Regions from separate parts of the Rattus norvegicus genome. Here region 1 is linked to region 2. A link is a contact called in public Hi-C data. All regions are on one chromosome and are shown on one strand. Each heading gives the region's core, a stretch centred on a gene start, on an enhancer-like site or on the middle of the called end of the contact. The rest is flanking DNA. Distances are from core to core; before and after follow the strand shown.

Region 1 (6,844 bases), core at 1,514-4,013, 55 kb after region 2:
AAAGCAGTAGCTTCCACACCCCCAAGTATGATCTCCTTGGCAGTGAGGTTTTATAAAATACCAGATATAGCATATCAGGAATGAATTTCCTCTCCAAGCATTGACCTTAAACCCAAGGGCAAATGCTTTATAATCTAGAATGGTCACCCCATTATCGTTCCGGTGGTCCTACTGCACCAGTATTGGCACAGATCCCCAACAGGCTGGTACTATAGCATCAGTGGTCTACCAGTGGGCAAGATCATTGATGACTCTTCTCCCTCGTCATCCCTGCCCCCAAAAGCTGGGAAAGCTTTTCATCAGCAAAGGAAGCTTCTGGCTCAACCCTAGCTTCACTTTCTGTGTTGTAATGTCCTCACCAAAAAAAAAAAAAAAAAAAAAAATCTCATCATTTAGTTCCAGTAGACAAGTGTGGCGGTTTGAATAGGAATGGGATGTCTCCTATACGCTCATATACTTAAATAGCTGATTGCCATGTTGGGGCCATTGTCTGTGGACTTCATAGAAGCTTTGGGAGATGGAACCTTGTTAGAGGAAGTGGTCACTAGGGGCTAAATTTGAGAGTGTAGTGCTTCACTTTACTTCTGTGTATAGATGAATGAATGATCAGTTTCCTGATCTTGCCACCTTACTTCCCTACATGCTGCCACAGCTCCCACACTGTGATGGTTTCTATCCCTTTGGAACTCTAAGGCAAAATAAATTTTTTTATTCCTAAGCTGCTTTTTGGTTATAGTATTTTATCACAACAGAAAGTATCCATAGAACTATATTTCAAAAGCTATAATGCAAACGGCCGAGAAACATTTTTAAATATTTTAAAATACACCACCAGGGAAATGCAAATTAAAAACACTTTATGATTTCATACCTCAACCCTTGGCAGAATTGTCAGGATTTAAAAAGAAAGAAAGAAAAAAAAGAAAGATATTAAGAAAACAGATGCTAGCGTAGATGCAGGGAAGACGCTAGTGTGGATGCAGGGAAAAGAGAACATTTACTCACTGCCTGTGGGAGTGCAAACTGGCAGTCATTATGGAAATCAGTGTGGAGGTGCCTCAAAAAGCTAGAAATAGATCTACCATGAGAGTTATACTTAAAAAAAAAAACAACACAGTTTTCAACCCAGACTGAAACTGACAGCAAACAGGGAGCTTTTAAAACTGTTTGTGAGCACCTGTGATAAAGGAGAGAGGACTATTATCCCACAGAGTGCACCAGAACTGGGTTTGTTCTATCAGACAGCTCATCATTTTGTCCTTGGAGTAACGTTCTAACAGGCAAATTCCACTCTTAAAGCACCGAGGCAGAAAATAAACACCCTTACCCAAACAGGTTTCCGTGTCTCTGGCAGAGGAGACGGCTGTGCTCTGTGACTGAGGAACACAGCCCTAGTGTCAATCCTTACTCCCACACGATCCAGGCGACTTTAATTTGCTTAACACCAGCCGTGTTACTATACTTTTTCCAAACTCAAAAATCGTAGTTTCTGTCATCCAACTAGACAATCTGAATTGCTAGTGATATTCATGTACTTGTCTTCATAGACGGGGGGGAATCTTTATGTGAAAGCAAAGAGGGAGAGATAGGAAGCTTCTGTTTGAACCAACCTGTGACGATGGGTTTTATAGAGGCAATCTCATCCCTTAGTTACTGTTGTTTTATGTGTAATGTAAGTTTCTGCTAAGGGTAAAGCAAAACATGACTTGAAATGCAGACCCTCATTTTCCCTGTCCTAGGCAGTCACTCAGCTCCACCTAGGAAGAACCACGACATTGGAGACAGACATAGTGACATCAGCCTCTAATCTCGGGGCCAAGGCAGAGATCATGATTTGAGGCCACTGTGGGCTATATACGGAAAGTCCAAAGCTACTCTGTGATACACAGTGAGACCCTGTTTCAAGAACAAACAAAACAACAAAGAGTAAGCAGATGATATTTGTGAACCCATATTAACCTTTTCAGAAATGCAAAACAACACACATAAGAGGTCTAACATGTAAAGGTCTATTATATAGTTAATATTTGCCTTTTCCCTTCTGTGTGTGTATATGTGTTTACACACACACACACACACACACACACACACACACACACACACACACTTACATGCACTAGTGATTGAACTCAGGGCCTCATGTATGGACATCAAGCATTCAGTCAAAGCTATATCCAGATCCTGAAAAGCTTTTTATTTCTTCCCTTTATCAGCTTCATTGTAGAACACTTTAAAAGTTATATATAATAAAAAAAAAACCAAAAACGATAAAATGAATGACAAAGAAAAAAAAGTTAGATTTGTAAAGGGGAATTTAAGGCTACAATTCCTCTGAGCATTTTAATCTCACCCTCTTTTTTCTAAACTAACTTCTCTTTCTTTCATTCAGTGGTACAATTTCACTGCTCCACAGAGAAGGAACAAGGGAAACTGTGGACGTGTGTGTCAGCACATGCAGATTTGCCAAGAAGGAAGATTAAGTGACCATGTGGGTGTTTACGCTGAGATCGCAGCAGTTCTTAGCAGTTCACCAAGAATTCCGGGAATCAAGACAGGCTGGCTGTTCTATTCTAGGTCACCGTCAGAGGCTGCAGTCTGAGGATCTACAAGATCTTATTCTCTACTTCGCAACCTTTTATTAAGCATCGACTCAAGAACAACAGAGAAGGAACTGGAGTATGAAGTATAAAAGTAAAAAGCGAGAGACAGAGAAAGGTGGCAGGGAGCAGGAAAAGCCAGGAGAGGCTTGACCCAGATGAGAGAGGAGCTCCCCAGAAGACAGGAGGAGGGCTGCTGCTTCCTTGCAGCTGGGAACTAGACGCAGGACACTGCGTTCCCTTTTCTCAAAAAAAAAAAAAAAAAAAAAAAAAAAAAAAACCACAGGCATGGGATCTCAAAGTAAACACTTAATCCTGCTGTTTATCTTTTTATCATGAAGAGATGTTAACAGCATGGTGTTTTTTTTGCTATACAGAAATGTTTCTTATTCATTTAAAAACCATATTTTGCTAAAACATGACAGTTCTCCTTCCCTTCCTTCCTTCCTTTCTACCTTTCTATGTACTAAAATAGGGTCTCTCTATGTATCCCAGGCTTGTCTCAAACCTGAAGCTCATTGTTACAGTTTCCTAAGTACCGAAATTACAGGCATGCGCCATCAGGCTTCATGTGAACTTTCCAGTATCACTGGATAGGAAAAATAATAACTTTTCCTTCTAAACATGTAGTTTGTATGGTTTTGATACCCTGTAGGATCCCATATCCACTACCACTGTCACAGCATTAAGCAGTTCCTATGAGATTACAGATGAGCTTGCTTGCTTGTCTGTCTTGACTAGGCAAACAATTTCTGGAAGGACAGACTGTAGGTGAGACAGTTATAGACTATAACCATTTCCTCATTCCTAAACCCCTAGCCCCGCCTAGATGAAAGATCACAGTCATCGTTTCCCTTGCAGAGCCCTCAGTTTGTAGCCTGAGAGAGGCTGTCCCACGCTGTGTGTGTTAATAAACAGTCCTGTCTGTCTGAAGTCAGATATCTGTCTCTGCTGCTTCAGAAACCAAAAGGCTCTTCTTTTAAAGGGGGTTGGTATATAGAGGTCAGACTGTGAAGGAAAAAGCAGAATGGAGAGCGAGGCTCTGACTCCACACAGAATCCTGATCTGTATTACACAACATCAGGTGTAAGAGGCTCCTGAAGACTAGTGAGACGGTTTAATTTTGGAGACTCTGGAGCCCCAACAACAGCCCTGCTTTAGTTCATTAAGTGTTCATGACCAAAGAGACAAGAAAAAGAAGCTTGGAGATATCCTGATGATGAAGATTGGACTTGCCCCAAGAAATTCAAGGCCTCTATCAACAGGAAATAGTCTATTTTGTTGGCTGAAATAGATCTATTCACCCTTCCCCCTCTAACCTTGTCTCCTACCTACTGTGGGGCGGGGGCTGGAAGGAATTCGAGTGCAACAACAGTCTACCAAATGAAAACAGCGTTAGTAAAATGCATACATACAAGCCCTACACCAATATTAATGAAAACCTTATAAGTCATTATACAATTGTAGGAACAGCCATTCTAGGAACAAAATTAAAGAAATCTGTTAAATTGTTTTGATGTATTTTAAGTAAATTATTTTCAATATTAAAGCCTATGCAGTTTCCTGTACCAGTGGTAGTAAGTAGTCAAGCAGACACCGTTAGATGGCAACTCTCTTCTTTCTAGGAAGGTTGGTTCCAGGTGTGAACTTGCTTCAGCCTGCTTACTCCACTCTGGCCTGCAAGCCTGTATAATGTGCCTCCCAACTTCCTCCCTCTGGGGCACTCTCAGCTGGGGTGTACTCGTGCTCGCACTGCACCCCTGCAGATTGGCGTCCGTACCCTGTATCTTTCTGTTCCTCCCATTAGCAGATTGGCCAAGTCTCCTCCCCAGGAGCTCTATCATTGATCTTCCTTCCTGCCAACCTTCAATCATTTTTGTAAAAATTAAAGAAAATATTGAAATATCTTCAAATTTCTCCCCTAAATTATTCCAGAGATGTTTTCCTGAAGTCTCTTCATCTCCAAGTATGTTTATGTCTGTCCCATATAATAGCTTCCCACACAGTCTTGGCGGGCACTGACAACTCCTTTGGCCCACCTGTGTCATCTTGCTGTTCATGGTCTCTAAAGCTTCATGGGGCATCTTGTCAATATGTCTGTCTGCTCTGTAAATGTTAGAGCCCCTCATCAATCTCTTTGTTTCATTTTCATGACTGACATTATTTTTCTCAGGCACACGATGACCTCACTATTCCTTTTACTGTGCCTGGGTTACATGGATCCACTGATATGCAATGGGCATTATCTACCATATCACTGTGGAAGCGCCATGCAGCCCAGGGAGGAAAGTGTCATTCTATAGTTAGAATAGATATCACATTTGGTCATTTAAGAACAAACCCAGGGGGGCTGGGGATTTAGCTCAGTGGTAGAGCGCTTACCTAGGAAGCACAAGGCCCTGGGTTCGGTCCCCAGCTCCGAAAAAAAAAACAACCAAAAAAAAAAAAAAAAAAAAAAAAAAAAGAACAAACCCAGGGCTGTAAATATGATAGGAAAGCCTTATTTTCGCCCCACTTTTTCCCTTTCATTTTGGCATTATCAGGGATCAACATAGGGCCTCACCTGGGCCATCTTTTCCTTGATGTTCTCTGAGCCATAGATGCAGGGACGATGATGAAGATGTACAGGTTGGGGTTGGGTTCTCCGTGGTCTGTTGATTTCTATATTGTATCTAGTTGTGGTTTTCTGCAATGATCTCTGTTGTAAGGGGTCATTTCTTTGATGAGGTAGTAATTACACTTATCCAGAAATGGTGGGCTAATCACCATCCTTTCCTTTTGTTATTGCCAATATTCCAAGCTCAAGGCTCATTTTATATTTTCTCTTATCCAAATGTAGAACCAGACATGTTGCAAAGGAGACCTGGTTGTGGTTGCTAATGGTAGTTTACCTCTACCCTAGAACGCTTTAAATAGATAGAGCTGGGCAAAGTGTTCACATATAGTCTCATACATGTCAATACACAATTACTTCTGTATATTCCCATCCCATTCATCTACCTGTTTTGAAAACCATGAGATGTAGACTACCTCGAATTCTTACTAAATAATGTGTTCACTTTTATTTTTACCCTCTCTGTGTTTGTGACTCAAATTCAACATGCCTAAAATGAAGTGTTCTCTTTTAAGAGCTCTCCAGTTCAGTTTTCTCCTGGATTCCTCATCCCATTTAATAGACTAGCACTAGGGTGCTAACCAAACCTCAGAGTTCTTCCATACCATCCTTTCATGTACCACTAATCACGGTTAGATCATTCCATCTTCTAATTGTTACAACATGTTATACCTTTTTACTTACCAGCTTGCCTTCATAAAGGAATTAGAGCTTTTTTTCTCCTCTATTAGTATTTATAACTAGTTCCTCCTATGTTCCAAATTACTAATAGCCATGTAAGACACAAAGATTGAAAATTCAAAGGTCTTACCATATTGTTTCAGTCTTTATGACTGAATCTCAATGCTACCCATTCTATACACTATATACTTTTCTGGCACCCTTGCCCTAACCACATCTCCACCCCAGACCTCCCAAACCTGTTCTCTCCTGCCACGATCTTCCCACACACTTGCATGACTTGCTTATTCATCTCCTTTATTATTTTGCTCTTTTTCTTCAGTGAGACTATGTGGTTGATTTTCAGGTAAAATTGAGTGTTGACTCAATCTAGTAGTTACAAGCATCTTTAAGTCTTTCTTTCCTATGAAAGCCAGAGAACTGTGCAAATTTATGCCAAAAATGGTCCCTGGAGCTCTCTAGTTCCTATTGCTTCCCCATTAATACTCTAAGCTAGGTCATCTCCCTGACAGGTTGGTTTCCTGAACAGCCTGGCTTGGTTTTTGGTCCCACTCTTGCACGTGTACATTTCATTTGTTCTTCAGTACCCAGAACAATCTCTTCAAAGCACAAATCAGATTCCAGCCACTGAATTCTGAAAACCTTGAAGGTGCCTCATCATCTGTAGAACAAAAGCCCAAACTCCTGTCCTGTCTTTCTCTGTGCCCCTCTGTCTTGGTTTCCTAGAACTACCACATTCCTGGCACATAAATCAGACCATACCGTGGACTTTTATACCATGGACCATACCATGGCTCTATGTCTGGGATGTGTGTTTTCTGTAGTTTCTCATGGCTGCTCCACTTTGCAATGAGGCCCCAGACAAAGGGCTTCTTAAGCTTTTCTGACTGCCATTTCCAGGTGACTGTGGCTCCAATCATATATATTATTCCACATGACAGTGTTTTTTTTT
Region 2 (6,842 bases), core at 3,145-5,644:
AGAGAAGGAAAACAGCCCAAGAGAAGACTCAGGAATCACAAATGTTGTTCACACACTCAGGAGCCCCCAACTGGAAGCTGTATTATATGCATAGATGACCTGGTGCCGGTCTGTGCATGTCCTGCTGCTTGGTCTCTGTGAGTTCATATGACCTTTACTTTGTTGATTTAGAGGGCCTTGGTTTCCAGATGTTCTCTATCTCCTCTGGCTCTAACACTTTTTTTTCTGCCTCATCTTCCTTCATGTTCTCTGAGCTTTAAGGGGAGGAATTTCAGAGACATCCCATTTAGATATGGGTGTTCTAAGGTCTCTCTCTGTCTCTCTGTCTCTCTGTACTCTCTCTCTCTCTCTCTCTCTCTCTCTCTCTCTCTGTGTGTGTGTGTGTGTGTGTGTGTGTGTGTGTGTGTGTGTGTGTGTGTGTGTGTGATATTTGGTGTGGGTATCTGTATTTATTCCTATCTGCTGCAGGAGAAAACTTGATGATGGCTGAATAAAAGGCATTGATCTATAAGTATAGAGATATTAAGAGTCATTTCACTACCTATTTTTTTAAAGACCAGTAGTATTTGTCTGTACTCTAGGTGTCTACTTCTAGTTCTCGGTCACCTGAGCAATGTCAAGTGTGGATTCCATTTCATGAAGCGGGCCTCAACTCACATCAGACATTGGTTGGCCAACCACACAAGCTTTGTGTCACCAGTGCCCTAGCAGATCTGTGGCAGGACAGTATTGTAGAAGAAAGGTTTTGTGACTGATTTGCCATATATGTTTCTCTTTTGGTAGCCTGCAGAGTGTCTGCTTGTGTCACAGACACTAAAACATACAGGTGAAGGTTCTATAAGTAACAGCTTAACCTCTCCGTATTCAATGAGTTGTGCAGATATTGTCTACAACAATGAGGACTTGCTGTCAGTTTGTCTTGGCATCAGCCTGGGTTATTTGGGGATTTCTATGGGACCCCTTTGGCTAAGAACTCAAATGGATGTAACCCAGTTCCAGTACTGGAAGCTTTTTTTGGTGACAAGAGATGGCCAGTGAGGACTCTGTCTCCTCAGTTATTTGGAGAGTTCATTTGGACCACTTCCATATGTTTTAGGACGTTTCCACTGTACTAGGTTTCCATATTATGTCAAATGCCCCTCAATTCTAGCTGTTTCTCCCTATATTCCCTCCCTCAACCCTATCTCCCCTCAGCATCTGATCCTCCTGATCCAGTACAAGGCAAACCAGCAAAAGTAAAAGAGCCCAAGGAAAGGTATAAGAATCAGAAACCACCTTGTTAGCACAGGAATCCCATAAGAGTACTAAACTGAAAGCCATAATATGTATAAAGAGGACCTGGTTCAGACCCACAAAACCTATTCTATTTTCCCCTCCTAAGGAGAGTTATGTGTCACCCTGTTCCCATACTCTAGACCAATAGATTGTAGCTTGATATCATTTACTTACTTGCTAATACCCACATATAAATGAATACATTATTCTAGATCTGGGTTACCTGACTCAGTATGATTTTTCTCCCCTAGTTCCTTCCATTTGCCTGCAAATTTCATGCCATTATCTTTTAGACAGTTGAGTAATACCTTTGTGTAAATGTACCTCATTTTCTTTATCTAATCTTCTGTTGAGGAACATTTATGTACTTCCCAATTTCTAGTTATTGTGAATTGAGTAGCAATGAACATAGTTGAGCAAACAAGTGTTTTTGTGGTACAAGTGTCCTTTCAGTATAGGCCCAAGAGTGGTATAGTTGGATCTTTATGTAGATTGACTCCCATTTTTCTAAGAAACTGATTCCCATAGTAGTTGTACAAGTTTGCACTCCCATCAGCAATGGAGGAGTGTTCCCTTTATTCTACATCCTGGCCAGCATGCGCTGTCACTTATGTTATTGATCTCAGCCATTCTGACAGGTATAAGATGAAATTTCAAAGTAGTTTTGATTTACATTTCCATGATGTCTAAGAATGTTTGAATATTTCGATAAACGTTCTGCAGATATTCTGGATTTCTTCTCTTGAGAATTATGTTTAGATCCGTACACATTTTTCATTGGATTATTTAGTTTTTAGATATCTAGTTTCTTGAGTTCTTGATATATTTTGGATATTAGTCCTCTAGTAGATGGTAAGATTTTAAATCTTATATTGAATATGCATGGAGAAAGCGAACAGCCTGTCTTGTTCTCGATTTTTTTTTTTTTTTTTTTTTTTGGAATTGTGCTGAGTTTCTTTCCATTAAGTTGATGGCCTTCACTTCTTGGATGCTGGGAAGTTTTACTTCTTTTCCAGCTTGATTTCATATTTCATTTTACCTAGAACTACCCAGAAATGTTTCAGAGTATTTATACATATTTGATGGAATATACATATTCCATCTAGAGAACTGTTCTGGTACGGAGTGAAATATACAAACAGGATCTCCTGGAGATTGGTTTGTTAGACTGATCTTCCAAGTCTGACAGTGCTCCACGACTCTAAGACAACACTGCTAGTTTTCTGAATTTTTAAACACCAAGGTTTCCAGAATGCCCACATGGACTGGGCATCATTGGATTCTCCACTATGTTCCACATGTGAGGGTGCTGAGGACAACTATTCTAGCTCGAAGGCTTTTGACAGATGTGCCGAGGAGAGCTTAAAATGCACACCTGGATGCTGTGTTTCTCGCAGGAACAAAGCACGGAAGTGTTCATATTCACCTTGAGTAAGTCCCCCATGACGCTAGGAAAGCCCTTGAGATAGGAGCGGTGTGTGGAACACTCATGAAAGGATTACAAATGACTGTCATAGGAGCTAAACTTTGTTATTTTTAAAGGGTCTTTGATAGCTCTCAACTGTCACAATACATTCATACTTTGTTGTTCTGCCATGCTGCCTTTCTCTGTCTCTGGTAAATGGAAAATTAAGCACAGGTCGGCAGGTTTCTGAACACAGACTCCACAGAGCTTTCAGGTGCAGCCCAACGGTGCCCACAGGTACCCACAGGTACCCACGGTGGCCAAACCTTCTGAGTTTCTAATTGGCCCCACTGTCTTGTAAGCACAGCTTCATTTTCATAAATGTAGTGAATGGACCCAGGAATCAAAAACAGCAGGTTGTCTCACTTGAAAACGGCCTTTCAGAGGGATAAACACGTGTTCCTTAATCGTGCTTCTCTGGCATCCAGGGCTAAGAACCAAAAACTTTCTCCCAGGGTTTTCCTGTGCATGTACATGAACTCACATGTGCGATGGCTTTAACCTCAGAGGTAATTAGTTAAAATATCAACATCAATTATATCAATTATAAAATTCCAAAGCTGTGTTTACCTTTCTTTCAGAAAAGCCATTAGATATTCCACAGCCCATCATTAGGATTTTCCTCGGGAATTGAAGTCAGGACCTAGGCTGCTCTGTAAATCAGCCGATGTTGGTCAAAACACCTGGTGAATCGGAAAGAGTTGGAGGAATATGAGGGACACATCTGATTTTGGACAGATTATTTTCTTGACTTTTGCATGTTTGAGACAGGCCGTCAGGCACTTGAACTCTTGGGATTCAACTACCCATCCAGTCTCAGGTCTGAGTAGCTGGAGTTGAAATTTCTCTTCATCTTTTCAAGAAATTTGAAGAGCTGGCAACTTAATACCCCTTTATGAGTATTGATGTAAATCTCAGTTTTCTCTCAGCCAGCCACATTTACTTTAAATAGCATCTCTTTTGGGTATACTTAGCAAGGAAAAGAAACAGCAAGATGCTATGCTACCACCAGGTGGCACAGCTTTAATAACCTGAAGAGTTACCGGAGCACCCAAGACCGCTGTCAGGTGCGGAGAAACGCACCGCGCGGTTAGGGTGGCGGTCTCTCTTCCGTCGACTTTGTGGTCAGCGGAGAGCCCCGTCGATCTGTCTGTCCATCGGGCTGTGTTGCTGAACCTAACCTCGATGGCAGCTGGGCCTCAGCACCCCGAGAAATGTGGCTGGAGCGGGTTCGAATTTCCGGAGACTCACGCTGGCTGTGCTCGTTCTTGACCGGCGGGGACTGAGGCCCAGGTCCACGAACCACGGTTCACTCCTTCTGGCCCCGAGGCGGAGGCGCCAAGACAGAAGCCATGGACTCGGGCTGCCCAGCCCTGTCCCAGTTCCGCTTTTGCGATGACTGAAGGCGTCCCGCTTAGCGCGCGTCGGGGCCAAATCCAGATTTTCATTTCGCTCCAGGCTCAGACCGCTAAGTAGGTCCAAACCGCACAAACAGGAAGGAGGGAAGGCCAAGAGTGCGGGCAGAGGGCGGGTCGTTCCCAGCAGCACCCCGGTCCCTCCCTGCTCGGGTCCCCGACCCTCTGGGGCCGGGGCGGGGCGTGCGCGTCAGCTGGGGCTAGAAAAGGCGGCGGTCCGTCCCGGCGAGGTGACAGCCCAACTTGGACGCCAGGCCCAGCCGACGCCGCCATGAGCGCCGCTCTTTTCAGCCTAGACAGCCCAGCACGCGGCGCACCCTGGCCCACAGAGCCCGCGGCCTTCTACGAGCCAGGCAGGGTGGGCAAGCCAGGACGAGGGCCGGAGCCTGGGGATCTGGGGGAGCCGGGCTCCACGACCCCTGCCATGTATGACGACGAGAGCGCCATCGACTTCAGCGCCTACATTGATTCCATGGCTGCCGTGCCCACCCTAGAGTTGTGCCACGACGAGATCTTCGCCGACCTCTTCAACAGCAATCACAAAGCGGCCGGCGCGGGCAGCCTGGAGCTGCTGCAGGGCGGCCCTACGCGACCCCCGGGTGTGGGGTCAATCGCCAGGGGCCCGCTGAAGCGCGAACCCGACTGGGGCGACGGCGACGCGCCGGGCTCCCTGCTGCCGGCGCAAGTGGCAGTGTGCGCGCAGACAGTGGTGAGCTTGGCGGCCGCGGCACAGCCCACACCACCCACTTCGCCCGAGCCTCCTCGAGGCAGCCCTGGACCGAGCCTTGCGCCTGGCCCCGTCCGAGAGAAGGGCGCCGGCAAGAGGGGTCCGGACCGGGGCAGCCCTGAGTACCGGCAGCGACGCGAGCGCAACAACATCGCTGTGCGCAAGAGCCGGGACAAGGCCAAGCGCCGCAACCAGGAGATGCAGCAGAAGCTGGTGGAGCTGTCGGCCGAGAACGAGAAGCTGCATCAGCGTGTGGAGCAGCTCACCCGGGACCTGGCCAGCCTCCGGCAGTTCTTCAAAGAGCTGCCCAGCCCGCCTTTCCTGCCGCCCACCGGCACCGACTGCCGGTAACGCGCGGTGTGGGCCTTAGAGACTCCGAACGACCGATACCTCAGACCCCGACGGCGGGGAGCAGACGCCGCCCGAATTGCTACAGTTTCTTGGGCACTGGACTGCGAGAGAAGCTATATGAATCCCCCTTAAATTATTTTTTTATAATGGTAGCGTTTTCTACGTCTTATTACCATTGCAGCTAAGGTACATTGTAGAAAAGACTTTTCCGACAGACTTTTGTAGATAAGAGGAAGAGACTGCGCATGCTTTTTATATTCATTTTTACAGTATTTGTAAGAATAAAGAAGCATTTAAATTGCTGCAGCTTCCTATATTCAGTCTCTCCCGCACACAACATATTGGGACCTCACCAGGGAAAAGCAAGCACCTGGGAGCCACAGGACCAGGTGCGTTGCCCACATGGGGTAAGGAGATGGACGAGTTTCCTTTTGCTGTATACTCCGTGCGGAAGGAACATGGGAGGGCATGACTACTCCGCGTAGGTGGAAGGTGTTATCCCAGAGTATGCTATGCTGACCTGGGCCAGAGAACGGCTGGCCTAACTTTTAGGTGGTTGCTGAAGGGTGAGAGGGTGGAAGAGAGCTGAGACTCCGAAACTTGATCCCTCCTTGCTTTTACTTTCCTCAACCTAGGGACATGTAGATTTTAAAATGTGCACCAGGACAAATTAATATCATAGTATACAAAGAGGGCAGCTCCAAGTGCCAGTAATTGTAATGTTAGCAGGCTCAATCCCCACCCCTACCTCCCAAAGTTTATGCCTTTTTCCTTAAGAATACTGGGTGTTCCAAACCCTTCCCTGGTCTGCACAGCCTGTTGCAGTACAGAAGAAAACACAAAACCTCCAAGGTCCAAATATGTAGTTGCTTTGCTTTGTAATTCAAATCCCTGCCTAAAGCAGGCTTGTGGATTGCTGTGAGTCTGTGATCTTTGCCCTCTGCAGTTCTTCAGGGTCTCTGACAGGTGTGTAGTGGAGTAAGGTACAGAAATGTGTTTTATACAGCTATCGTCACACCCAGCTCACCTACAGTGGACAGGTGACAGTGCCACCTCTGGCAGTTCCTAGACCACTAAAACCACAAAGTGTTGGACATTTATTTATTGTTAACAGAACAGTAATATCTCAACATGAGATATTGGTTGAAGCTTTACAGAATAGTCTTACAGAGAATATTAAATACTGCAAAGAAAACCACATACATATTGCTAATTGTAAACAGTTTAAACTACAACAAAGCACATTTCCTAATAGATCAATAACAATGCCTAAGCAGCACAAAATGAAGACAAAGAAGACAGGAGAAACACTCAAAGAAATGTCCTCAAATTTGTAGGAAGGTAAAGTAGAAAAAAAGATCGAACAGAGGTATTTTGAATTTTAATTTACAAAATATCCTCTTTACCAGAAAAAAAAAAAAAGGAAAGAAAAGAAACGCACTAAACTTAAAACTATAAAAACACTACAGAGTTAACCCGATTCGGATTCCCCAGATCAAGTCCCTGGCCTCACTGCCAAGGGCGCAGATGTCAGGGAGGAGGAGGCGGAGCAGCAGTGGCTCCCGCTGTACTCAGAAGCTCAATCTCTTCCAGAGTGATGCAGCTGGTC

Evidence for each region. A called contact is a pair of places that touch in the nucleus more often than the background predicts.
Region 1: a Hi-C map of liver shows a contact between it and region 2, with 2.6 times the contacts expected there. The contact joins the enhancer-like site here to the promoter of Cebpd in region 2. A contact is called at or near these places in 4 of 12 Hi-C or Micro-C datasets (frontal cortex, liver, mammary epithelial cells and 1 more).

Annotation. Positions count from the first base shown.
Region 1 is chr11:98,320,743-98,327,586 of GRCr8, forward strand. The region is part of intron 9 of Spidr (scaffold protein involved in DNA repair); the gene reads right to left. Among named protein-coding and RNA genes, the nearest start is that of Cebpd, 55 kb to the left of the region's middle. Within about 2 kb of position 2,764, at least 49 of the 93 cell types and tissues checked have an H3K27ac peak or open chromatin away from gene starts, as enhancers often do. A contact at or near this core is called in liver, where this site is marked.
Region 2 is chr11:98,264,462-98,271,303 of GRCr8, forward strand. It overlaps Cebpd (CCAAT/enhancer binding protein delta), which reads left to right and starts at 4,395. Exons shown (of 1, transcript NM_013154.2): 1 at 4,395-5,533. The coding sequence starts at 4,427. The coding sequence ends at 5,233. Spidr (scaffold protein involved in DNA repair) reads right to left here. Exons shown (of 19, transcript NM_001100988.2): 19 at 6,318-6,842. The coding sequence ends at 6,764.